Linked DNA regions of Cricetulus griseus: regions 2 and 3 are each linked to region 1. The links are chromatin contacts, called in public Hi-C maps. All regions are on one chromosome and are shown on one strand. The core of a region is the stretch at or near the end of the contact, and the rest is flanking DNA. Distances in the headings are between cores, read along the strand shown.

Region 1 (3,454 bases), core at 338-2,837:
TGCCAGAGACCAGAGACACCACAGTGCCAGAGACCAAAGATGCACAGCAGTGCCAGAGACCAGAGAAGCTCTGCAGTGCTGGCCTGGCTTTGAATCTGATAGAGTGGCTCCTGTTTAGATTTTTCTGTGTTAGTCCCTTTTTTTAACCCTGTGCCGTCACTGAAATCTAACCAAAGCTTCAGCTCCAAAGGCCAAGAAAAAAGAAAACAAAACAAAGAAATCCAAGAAGAAAACAGAACCAATAGAAAAGTATTGTCAGGGGTCTAGAAAACCCAAGCAGTACTTAGGTACTATATATAACCTGTTTAAAAAAAATAAAAAGAATCCCAGCACTCGGGAGGCAGAGGCAGGCGGATCTCTGTGAGTTCGAGGCCAGCCCGGTCTCCACAGCGAGTGCCAGGATAGGCTCCAAAGCTACACAGAGAAACCCTGTCTGGAAAAAACAAAACAACAACAACAACAACAACAAAAAAGTGACTCATTTACTCATTTACTATTTCCAAATAAGCCATGCTGATGTGCACAGGCAAGCTCAGCAAACAGGACAGAGCCAGCCATCAGCTCCACACGTACCGCCATGTGGGAAGCGGATGCCAGCCCTTAGGTTGAAGAAAGAGCATCACAGGGGTGGGGGGACAGCTGGGCATGGATGGGGTGAGGAGGGCAGGGGAGGCAGAGAGCAGCAGAAACTTCTTCCCTTGGGAAGCCAATAGGAAGTAAGTGTTTCACACCTTTAACCCTCTACCACTGTTCCAAATGCAACTGGAAAAAGGACAAAATTATGAATCTTTATGTGAACAGACAGTTTAAAGTGATTCTAAAAGCTAACAAGTCAAAATCCAGTAGTCAAGAAGCATAAATCTCACTTGTCTTACGATTCCTGAGAAGTAACTTGTTTTTATGTACTTTGGTTGTCATCCTAGCCTTTAACTGAGGAGCCATCTCTCTAGGCCTGTTTTCATATATTTTAAAGGAATTGTTTATTTTTAAAGATTTCTTTATCTTATTTTATCGTGTGACATAAAATGTTTGTTGCATCTATGTATATGCAAAACCCGTGTGCCTGGTGTTCTTGGGGGCCAGAGGTGGCATGGGGCCCCTAGAACTGGCAAGTGGTTGTGGTTGTAGGGCAGCTAGTGCTCTTAACTGCTTAGCCATCTCTCCCGCTCCTATCGTTCCGATTAGTAACAAGTCCTGCAGCAATCCCCCGAAAATAAAATGGAACAACATGAATAACCGAAAAGGAGCCCCTGGAATGAGAAGCAGTGTTTACTCTAGGTGAGGGGATCTTGAAAGACTGCAGCGGTAATATTCCTACAGTTTCCTAGGTTTGACAGAATCAAAGCATCTTTACTCTTATGTGCATGGACCAGAACAGGCTCCAGAATACTAAACTCTAATAATATGATGAATCTTACACAGCCTGAACTCTGATCAAGAGTCTAGAACCATTCAGCCAATGGCTACCTCCTAAGAAGTGTTCTGATGCCATCTAGTGGCAGGCCTTTTATCGCATGGGACATAATGACTGGACTCATGTTCTCAAAGTGAGGAGGTCCCTGGCATTTGCCGTGCCTGGGAATATTGGAAATGCAAACCGCTGTGCTACTCATAATTATTAAAACTATGCTGGCAGGGACCAGTGAGCTGTCCTACGGAGATATCTAGTGGCTCTGACTCACCCTCAAATTCGGGAGTGCTTAAGTCCTTCAGTGAAAGACTCGAAACTGTTTTTAATAAATTAACAAATTCTAGACAGAAACTCGTGTTTCATTCTGGATCCAAATACACCTTATTAAGCGACAGCCTTAAAAGCTATCTACAAACCCAGTGTGGTGACACACACCTTTAATCATAGCAGAGGCAGGCAGATCTCTGAGCACAAGGACAGCCTGGTTTTACATACTGAGTTCTAGGACAGCCAGTGCTACAGAGAGAAACCTGTCTCAAACACACACACACACACATACAGAGAGAGAGAGAGAGAGAGAGAGAGAGAGAGAGAGAGAGAGAGACAGAGAGAGAGACAGAGACAGAGAGAAAGACAGAGAGAGACAGAGAGACAGAGAGAGACAGAGAGAGACAGACACAGAGACAGAGACAGAGACAGAGACAGAGACAGAGACAGAGACACAGAGATAAAACGAGACAGAGGCCATCCACTACCTCAGAGTTATATAGTTCAACACCCGATATGCATTACCTGGGTTCCAAACTCCCAAGACATCCAATGAGAATCAGAGGGCTGTGTCCCCAGACAACCCGGATCAAGTGGATCCCACCATTAAAACAAACGACCTACAAAACACCACTTAAATTCAGGAAACTATATGAACAAAGACAACATTAACCACTATCAGTATGAAAGGACATGGCATATTACCGTGGCTAACGACAGAGGGAAAGAGAGACCGAGGACAAGCGGGCTACTTTAAGTTATGTGGTGTCTCCCCCAAGAGCAGGCACCACGGGAAGCCCGCTGTAACACAAGCAGGCCGCGGGAAGTCTGGGAGTCTGGATAACTGTCTTTTCTAGCAGCTCTCGGAGGAGAAAACGGCTTCCTTAAATTTCAACCTGGAAAACATCACAGTTGAGTAAAACAAGGCCCAGGGTGTGCCTCGGTGCTTCCAATTCAGCTTGGTACTATGTACTTCCTGAGGGGTGGAGGTGTACTGCTGATTTTTAACAGTATCTATTTAGTCATAAAGAGTCCTACACTTAAAACTGCAAACCCGAATCAGATACAGCCCTTGTGCAGCCACTGTCACAAGTCAGAATCAAATCAAGAGTGTCGCATGTGGACGGAGGGAGTTAGTGTGAAGTGCTAGCCTTATGCCCCGTGCCTCAACCCAAGGGAGCCTCTCGGGACTGGCTTTACTGCTGTTTCTACCTTGTCCTGTCAGTGTACAGACTCAGAGAACAACTAGCTAAATCCACACAGCAAGAACTGCACCGGCTGGCAGTCCTTTCTTTTCTTTCTTTCTTTTGTTTTGAGACAAGTTTCTCTGTGTAGCCTGGCTGTCCTTGAACTCACTCTGTAGACCAGGCTGGCTTTGAACTTGCAGAGATCCACCTGCCTCTGCCTCCCAAGTGTGGGGATTAAAGGTGTGCACCACTGTCCCCATACTGATAGCAATCTTTAACAGCGTCCCCATTGTCCCTGTCCGCACACCTAAGGCTCTGCGCAGTGCAGTATCTGGCCGTCACCATACCTCATCTTTGCTCATTCAAACACTCTGGCCATTCATTAGCCATTATGCCTGTCAAAACAACGGACATTTTCTTACTTTTAATCTAAAATAATACAGACTCCATACACTGCATTAAAAACTATAGAAAATATACCAAACTCCGCTGGGCATATCACTAACAGCAGTTGCTAGAGTCTGAATAGCCAGTGTCCCCCAAAGGCCTGTTGTGTTATAGAGCTGGCGCACTGGGGAGGTGGTACTGG
Region 2 (3,454 bases), core at 598-3,097, 250 kb before region 1:
CCGGCCTCAGGCTCCTGAGTAGCCGGGACTATGGATATGCACCAGTACTCCCAACTAACGAAGAAGAATTCTGTCCAAACACTTATTTATTATAAGAGCAGGGATCTTCCCAGGCCTTTTCCAGGTTACTGGAGCAGGTGGACAAGAAGACAAGTGGGGCTTCTGGTCTGTGACCGTGTCTCCTCCTCTTTCCTGCCTCTGCTCCAGCCATCACCAAACGTGGGTCTCAGAGGCAGGCCCTGGATATTGAACCTGACCTGTCCATGAAGCCGAGTATAGTGGTCCATCTTACAATCCTAACACAGAATGCCGAGACAGAAGCATAAATCCAGCCTGGTCTATAATAGCAAGATATTACCTCAGAAAGAAAGAGAAAAACAAAACCAAAACTCTCCCGGAGGGGGTTGTATAGACTAGTGGTAGAGTGTCTGCCTGCCATGCGTAAGGTTCAATTCCCAGCACCCACCTGGAATTCTAGCCAGCAGTGGTAGCATACACCTACACACCCGTAATCCCATCACGTGGGAGCTAGAAGCAGAAGGATCAGGAGTTCAAGGTTATTGTGGTGGTTTGAACGGGAATGACCCCCACAGACTCATGTGTTTGAATGCTTGGCCCACAGGGAGTGGCACTATTAGGAGGTGTGGCCTTGTTGAAGTAGGCGTGGCCTTGTTAGAGGAAGTGTGTCACTGTGGGGAGGAGCTCCTGGCTCTTGGTTCAGTCTAGAATCTCCCTCCCAGTCATGCTAAAAGCTTTGTCTCGTTGATGACTCTAGATCCAGTTAAACTAACAATCGGTATTAAGCATCATGGCTAGTATCTCATAGGTCTGGGTAGGTATCTCATAGGTGTCATAGGGACAGCCAGTTATCTCATGGGCTCCATAGGTATAGACTGCCACCAAGTCAAGCTAAGTCTTTGACTGAGTGTCTCAAGTCAGTGGTGGGAGCCCACGGGCCAAGCACGTTTACCACACTTTGTGATTCCATCTCAATGCCAGGGACCCCCTGGAGACACGAGGCATGAGTGCCACAGTCCCTAACACCCACCAGGCACAGTCACAGCTGGCCTTCAAGACCTTTGAGCTTGAAACCCAGAAAGACTCCTCTATTCCTGTGCAGTGCTCCCGAAAGCACAAAACTTGGAGATAACAGATGTCCCCCAACTGAGGGAGGGCCACGGGGGAAGAAAGTGGTCTGGGAGGAGGGTTCCCTGATTCCCTCCTGTCTGGCTGGCACAGACTACTGCCCAGATCATTGCCACTTGCATTTTGAGAGACAGAGCCCCTTGAGTCTAGCTATCTGTGTCGGCCAATGAAGTCCAAGGAGAAAGTGTTTTCAGACTCCCCTGGCTCAGTCACCAGGAGCCACACAGCTTCTCCCTTGTTCCCTGGGACAGTGGGACTTACAGCCCACAGACACTGAGAATATCATGCCCTAAAGGTGACAGGAGGCTCTCCAGGTGACAGTCCCAGTCAGGCCTGTCCTGCTACTGTTCAAGTCGAGGCAACAGGAAAGAGAGAGGAAGCTGCCTCAGGAGTGAAGGTCCCTCCTTGGAACAGACCAGAGCTCACCCCACCATAAGCAAGTGCATGTTGTCTCTCCAGATCTCCCCAAGTTTAGGGATGGTTTGTTACCTAGCAATGGAGACCTGGAACAGTGCCAGAAGCTTCTGGAGGAATCAGAAAGTCTAACAGGTTCTAGGACATTTGCTATAATGTTGTGGTTTGAATGTGGCATGGGCTCATCAGTTGGTGGTGCTTGTTTGGAAACTTTGGGACTACGGCTCGTCTAGCAGAAGTGAGTCACTGGGGATGGGCCTTGGTTCTAGTTCCTGATCCACCAAGATATGAGCAAGCAACGGCTGCAAGCTCTTGTCACCACAGATGGAGTGGCTCCCAACACCACACCTTCCCTGCCCTGCTGGGCCTTACCCTCGAAGCCTGAGCTGACATAAACTCCTCCCCCTCTTAAGTCACTTCTGTCAGCTGTCATAGCAATGAAGAAAGCTGTAGGTGGAGTTTTCCTGTCCCACCAGCCCACTTCCAAATAACCACAGTGAGCCTTAATAGTAATTGTAAATGCTCGGCCAATAGCTCAGGCTTGTTGCTAGCTAACTCTTACATTTAAATTAACCCATAGTTCTTATTTATGCTCTGCCACGTGGCGGCACCTTTATTAGCATGGCCCGTTCATCTCCTGCTCCCTCTGTGTCTGGCTGGCAACTCCTCTGACTCCGCCCTTCCTCTTCCCAGCATTCTCTCTGTCAGGCTGTTTCGCCCAATCTCTTCGTGCCAAGCCAATCAGCTTTTCATTAACAACGAGAGCAATACATATTTACAGTGTACAAAGATGGTTCCACAGCAGAAAGCTGACTGATGCCGACCAGAGCAAATGCCCTTTTACTCCGGAAGGTGCCTGATGTGCACAGCCACATGCGAGGGGCTTGCTACCCACAGCCGCCTTGTCTTGTCCTGCCAGCATCCAGGCAAGTACAGGGGCCCTGGTAGCCCCTCGAGCATCTTCAGGACTTGGGGAGGCCCCACTGAAGCTGCTCCCTCACACCAGTGAGTCATCTTGGCAGATAAAGCATTTGTCAAAAGCAGATATAAAAATATACCCATGGGCTGGGTTTTTTTCTTATGAGAAAAAAAGGCAGGGGGAGAGAGAGAGAGAGAGGAGACAGGGAGGAAAACAGAGAGCCTACTTCACATGTAATCTGGGGTCTGTGAGAGATGGCTTCACGGGCACTTGGCCTCCTCGGTGGCAGCCAGCCAAGAGTGGCTCCCTCCCTGCTTCAAGGAAACCGGACTGTTTGGTGTCTAAGACATCCATGTAAAAGCTCTCTGGGTTGGTGGCTTTTCTTCTGACAGCAACAGTCCCGGGGATGGCTGCAGATGGCGAACAGAAGGGCAGAGTGGGCCTCAGTCATTGATGGAGGCTTGGCAGCCCTCCCTTCGCCGCTTCCTGGAAGGAGGCTGTTTGCCTCTCTTTGCCTTTGAGATAGCTAACTCACCTGTGCTGACTACTGCTACTGTGCCATCCAATGTATTTTGCAGACATTAATCTCATTCAGCCTCACAACAGTCATTGTTAAAAGTTCCATTTTCTAACTGAAGGAAAAGGAGGCTCAGAGAAGGCAAGTAATTCATCCAAAGACACACAGCTAAAATGACTAAATTCACACCCAGGTTTTGTATACTACGAAGGACTTTACTGCCCCCTCCTCTTCCCTTCCCAAGCTTGCTGTCACCCACCTGCACGTCTTCAAGAAGTTACAAAGTAGGGTATCTGGGAGAGACTGACTAGAGGCCTCATCTGTAGATCTGTGATTCTAGCTTCTGTAGCCATCATTCAATTTGCTAAAAACTTTTTAGACCAGGATTTTGGAAGGGACCCTTGCCTAAGCCAGCGCCATTTGTCATCTGGCCCATGTTTATTGCTCTCCTACTTTGT
Region 3 (3,454 bases), core at 516-3,015, 160 kb before region 1:
ACATCCATGTGCTTACTGATGGCTGGTGTTGCCTGTTCTGGAAGTATCTGTTTATGTCCTTTGACTTTGTACAAAATCGCCTTGTCATGTCTGAACTGGTCTCTAAGGTTTGTGAAGTAAATGAACACTGCCACACGAGTCCCAATCCCCTGCTTCTCTCCAGCCAACAGCTGGTCTTCTGACTTTTCTTCAGGGTGTTGGTTTTTGGAATGAATAACTTTAAAATCCTCGCAGTGTCCTTCCTTTCCAAATGGTTTCTGGGCGTCCCGCAGCTTAGATGCACAGGAGCGAATGAACCAACAGGGATTTCTTCCCTAAATTACAGTAAGATGGGGCCTTACTTCTTGTTCCTTTTTCCCTATCTACAGGAATCAATAGCGCTGCTGGGCTGCATTCAGGCGACAACGAGGATCCGCCGCTGTATCTCTGACTGACAGCCGCCTCAGATTTACCAGACAAGGGCCATCACAGTTACTGCGCTGAGATGCAGTTTGGCTGGGAAGAGAAGCATCGCACCAGCACTTGGCTTCAGGAGGCAGCCTTTCTCCTCAGGTGGACTTGCAATTGTGGTTTGACAGGAAGTGGAGGCGGTGTGTGCAGGTAAGAAACGACGGTTATGAAGACCCGATGGCTGCCCCTAACAGTCCCTGAACACTTGGGTTTCTTTGGGTTCCCTTGGATGACCAATGCACTCACTCCCAGGGCCACTGACAGACCTAGGGCAGGCTTTTACTCATGGTTGCTCCGCTGTTTTTGATTAGTTCTGTTTTCCAAGGTCGTGAGAGGGAGGGGGCGTTTGTTGTATGCTTTCCACACTGCTGAGTAAGTTATCCTGAGCTGAAGTGTGTGCTACCAAAGGCAGGAACTCCCTACAGAAAGAACCTCAAGTGAGGAGGCTAGACTCCCAGGGGAGAGTGTGCCATTCACTTGCTTGTCCGGAGATGATGGCGGCATTTGTCATCATCAAGCCTGGAGGTGAACAAAGACAGCACTCGGTTGAGCCTGAAGGGCCCACCTTCCCAGGGAATGCGGCTCAGCACAGCTACGGTGGCTAAACTGCCATGGACCCTAAAATGTGCACCTCAACACATCCTCAGGTCAGAGCTTCTCAACCTTCCTAGTGCTGTGACCTTTTCATACAGTTCCTCATGCTGCAGTGACCCCAACCGTAACATTATTTCCATTGCTGGTTTATAACTCTAATTTTGCTACTGTTCTGAACTATAAATAAATATCTGACATGCAAGATACCTGATATGTGACCCTTGTGAAAGGGTCATTTGACCCCCAAAGGGTTGAGACCCACAGGTTGAGAGCTGCTGCCTTAAGCGGATGGAGCGTCCAGAGCGGGTCTGCAATACCCACCGAGAAAGGAGGCAGAGAGCCAACATTTGGTACTGACTGTGTGGTCCAGCACTAGGCTAGCAAGCGCCTCTCAAGGGTGAGCTGAGTTTTGGCATGTCCACAAAGAAGTTTTATTCCTTCATTTTACAGTGGGGAACACTGAGCCTTTCGACCTGCGAAACCACTTACATTGAAAGGAGGTCTGGCCAAGATGCTACCTGGGGTCACAGGATTGAGTGTGGGGGCTTCTGAACCACCCGGTAACGGTGACGGGCGTCTGAACATCCGGTGATCGCTGGCTCGGCAAAATCAGACACAGCCAGTTGAAAGGGTTTCCTGTGATTTCACAGCAGCCTGGGTTCTAACCCCATGGCACGTGACCTCTGCCCTGTCGGGGCCGTTGCTGTGTGGTGCCAGGGAATGCTGCCTGCAGCACCCTGATGTACACTCAACAGCAACTGCAGTGTTTTTCTGCTCTGACAGGAAACACAACGGCTTAATTACTCAAAACAAAGGCTTTTCCTATTTTCCCACTGCCATTCCTCTGCACGTGAGTATCGAATTAGCGGTTTTCAGATTGTATTTTACTGGAACGTTTGATTCAGCTCTGAAAACCACTGAAGGAACTGCACGCTCGGCCAAGACCTCATTCTTCATGTAAAAGTAAACAAGTGCACCCCCCCAACCAGCTCGTATGCAAATACACTTTCATCTTTAATAAGTGGTAAGATTATATGTGTGTACTGAAGAAGTAACAAGAACTGTTATTGATTTACGAGCTGCAAATGATTTGTGTGCCTATTTTCCATATCTATATGATACCTGGTTTCGAGCTAAAGTTTCTTGAGAGGAGCCTTGGGTGGAAAATGCGCAGGCAGCCCGGGGCTGTGACTCACAACTCAGCCCTGACTAGGCTACCCCAGTTCGTTTCGTCTTTGAGCACTGGAGAGACTTTGTCTCAGCGTGACAGCAGACCCTGGACTTGGAGGAAGAGGAAATGCCTGAGGCCACCTAGCTCTTTCTGAGTCTCCAGCTCTGCCACCAGGAGACTCATTCCCTAGTCCTCCCCAGTGCCACCCGTCCCTTAGCCCTAGAGTGGCACATGTGACATTCCCTCCCTCTGCACCGCCTCCCCTACCCCCCCAGGAAATGAGAGAGCAAAGAAAGACGCCAGTCACAGGAGGAAAGCCGGAGAAAGGCCTAGCTCATGTAGCCGCCTGTGCCTAACCGCGACTCCTTACCCTCCCTGGAACGAGTCCCTCCCCCGCCCTTATTCATTCTGCTTTGTTCACACCTCTGCTACACAACAGGCTCCTCATCCTTTGCCGCCTCCCCATCTGGACCCCCAGAGCCTCAGTGACCCACTGTGTCACCAACACCTGCAATGGCACCCCACAGATGCAGCCCGGCTGTGGAACGCAAGTCTGTGGGTCCAGACGCAGCGTTTGCCGTGGAGAAAGAGTCTTACTTCCAGGGTCACCGACCCCACTTCTAGAGGTGGGAAGAGAAGAGAACTGGCATCCACCACCCGCCCTTGGTTATTTCCGGGAGTGGTCCTGAGTCTAGGAAGGAGATGGCAAGCCTAAAGAGCACGGTCTGACTTCCCGGCTTTGCATAAGCTTCTAATGGTGGCGAGGAGGAGTTGGCCTGCGGCTCCCACAGCACTTCCACATTAAAGACTTTGCTTCTTCTGGCTGCTAAAGACCTTTGAACAAATTATCACCTTCATCCACAGCGCTCCCGTCTATCTCTGCGTGTTTCCACCGCATTTGATTACCGGTCTTTGAAGGCCACAAGCTAGACTCACTTTCCATAATCTCAAGTCACTGCCCTGCCATCCATGGACGGTGTGTAGCTGCTCACTCTGGGGGCCCAGGAGGACTTGGGGGAGGGTTGGAAGCTAAGGGGAGGAATGCATCAGGAGTGCTCCACTGTCATCTGATGGTGGCCTGCATCTCACCTCCACCATGTGACTTCCTGACTCTTCAGTCTACTCTTGAAGGGACCAGCTCCCCATTTCAGCAGCCAACAGCCAAACACGCACTTGCCTGACCTTGTCTTAGTCACTAAGGTCAGACGCCTGCCTCGTAGCAAGGAACCCATCAGAAGT

Evidence for each region. A called contact is a pair of places that touch in the nucleus more often than the background predicts.
Region 2: a contact with region 1 is called in a Hi-C map of the CHO-K1 cell line, with 6 times the contacts expected there. The contact joins two enhancer-like sites. A contact is called at or near these places in 5 of 8 Hi-C or Micro-C datasets (the CHK-Q cell line, the CHL-YN cell line, the CHO-K1 cell line and 1 more).
Region 3: a Hi-C map of the CHO-K1 cell line shows a contact between it and region 1, with 2.8 times the contacts expected there. The contact joins two enhancer-like sites. A contact is called at or near these places in 3 of 8 Hi-C or Micro-C datasets (the CHO-K1 cell line and fibroblasts).

Annotation. Positions count from the first base shown.
Region 1 is chr10:28,247,039-28,250,492 of CriGri-PICRH-1.0, forward strand. All of the region lies in intron 2 of LOC103159000 (E3 SUMO-protein ligase NSE2), which reads right to left. Among named protein-coding and RNA genes, the nearest start is that of Washc5, 15 kb to the right of the region's middle. Within about 2 kb of position 1,588, at least 1 of the 6 cell types and tissues checked has open chromatin away from gene starts, as enhancers often do. A contact at or near this core is called in the CHO-K1 cell line, where this site is marked.
Region 2 is chr10:27,997,309-28,000,762 of CriGri-PICRH-1.0, forward strand. No RefSeq gene overlaps it. Among named protein-coding and RNA genes, the nearest start is that of Trib1, 7.9 kb to the left of the region's middle. Within about 2 kb of position 1,848, at least 1 of the 6 cell types and tissues checked has open chromatin away from gene starts, as enhancers often do. A contact at or near this core is called in the CHO-K1 cell line, where this site is marked.
Region 3 is chr10:28,086,421-28,089,874 of CriGri-PICRH-1.0, forward strand. The region is part of intron 4 of LOC103159000 (E3 SUMO-protein ligase NSE2); the gene reads right to left. Among named protein-coding and RNA genes, the nearest start is that of Trib1, 97 kb to the left of the region's middle. Within about 2 kb of position 1,766, at least 2 of the 6 cell types and tissues checked have open chromatin away from gene starts, as enhancers often do. A contact at or near this core is called in the CHO-K1 cell line, where this site is marked.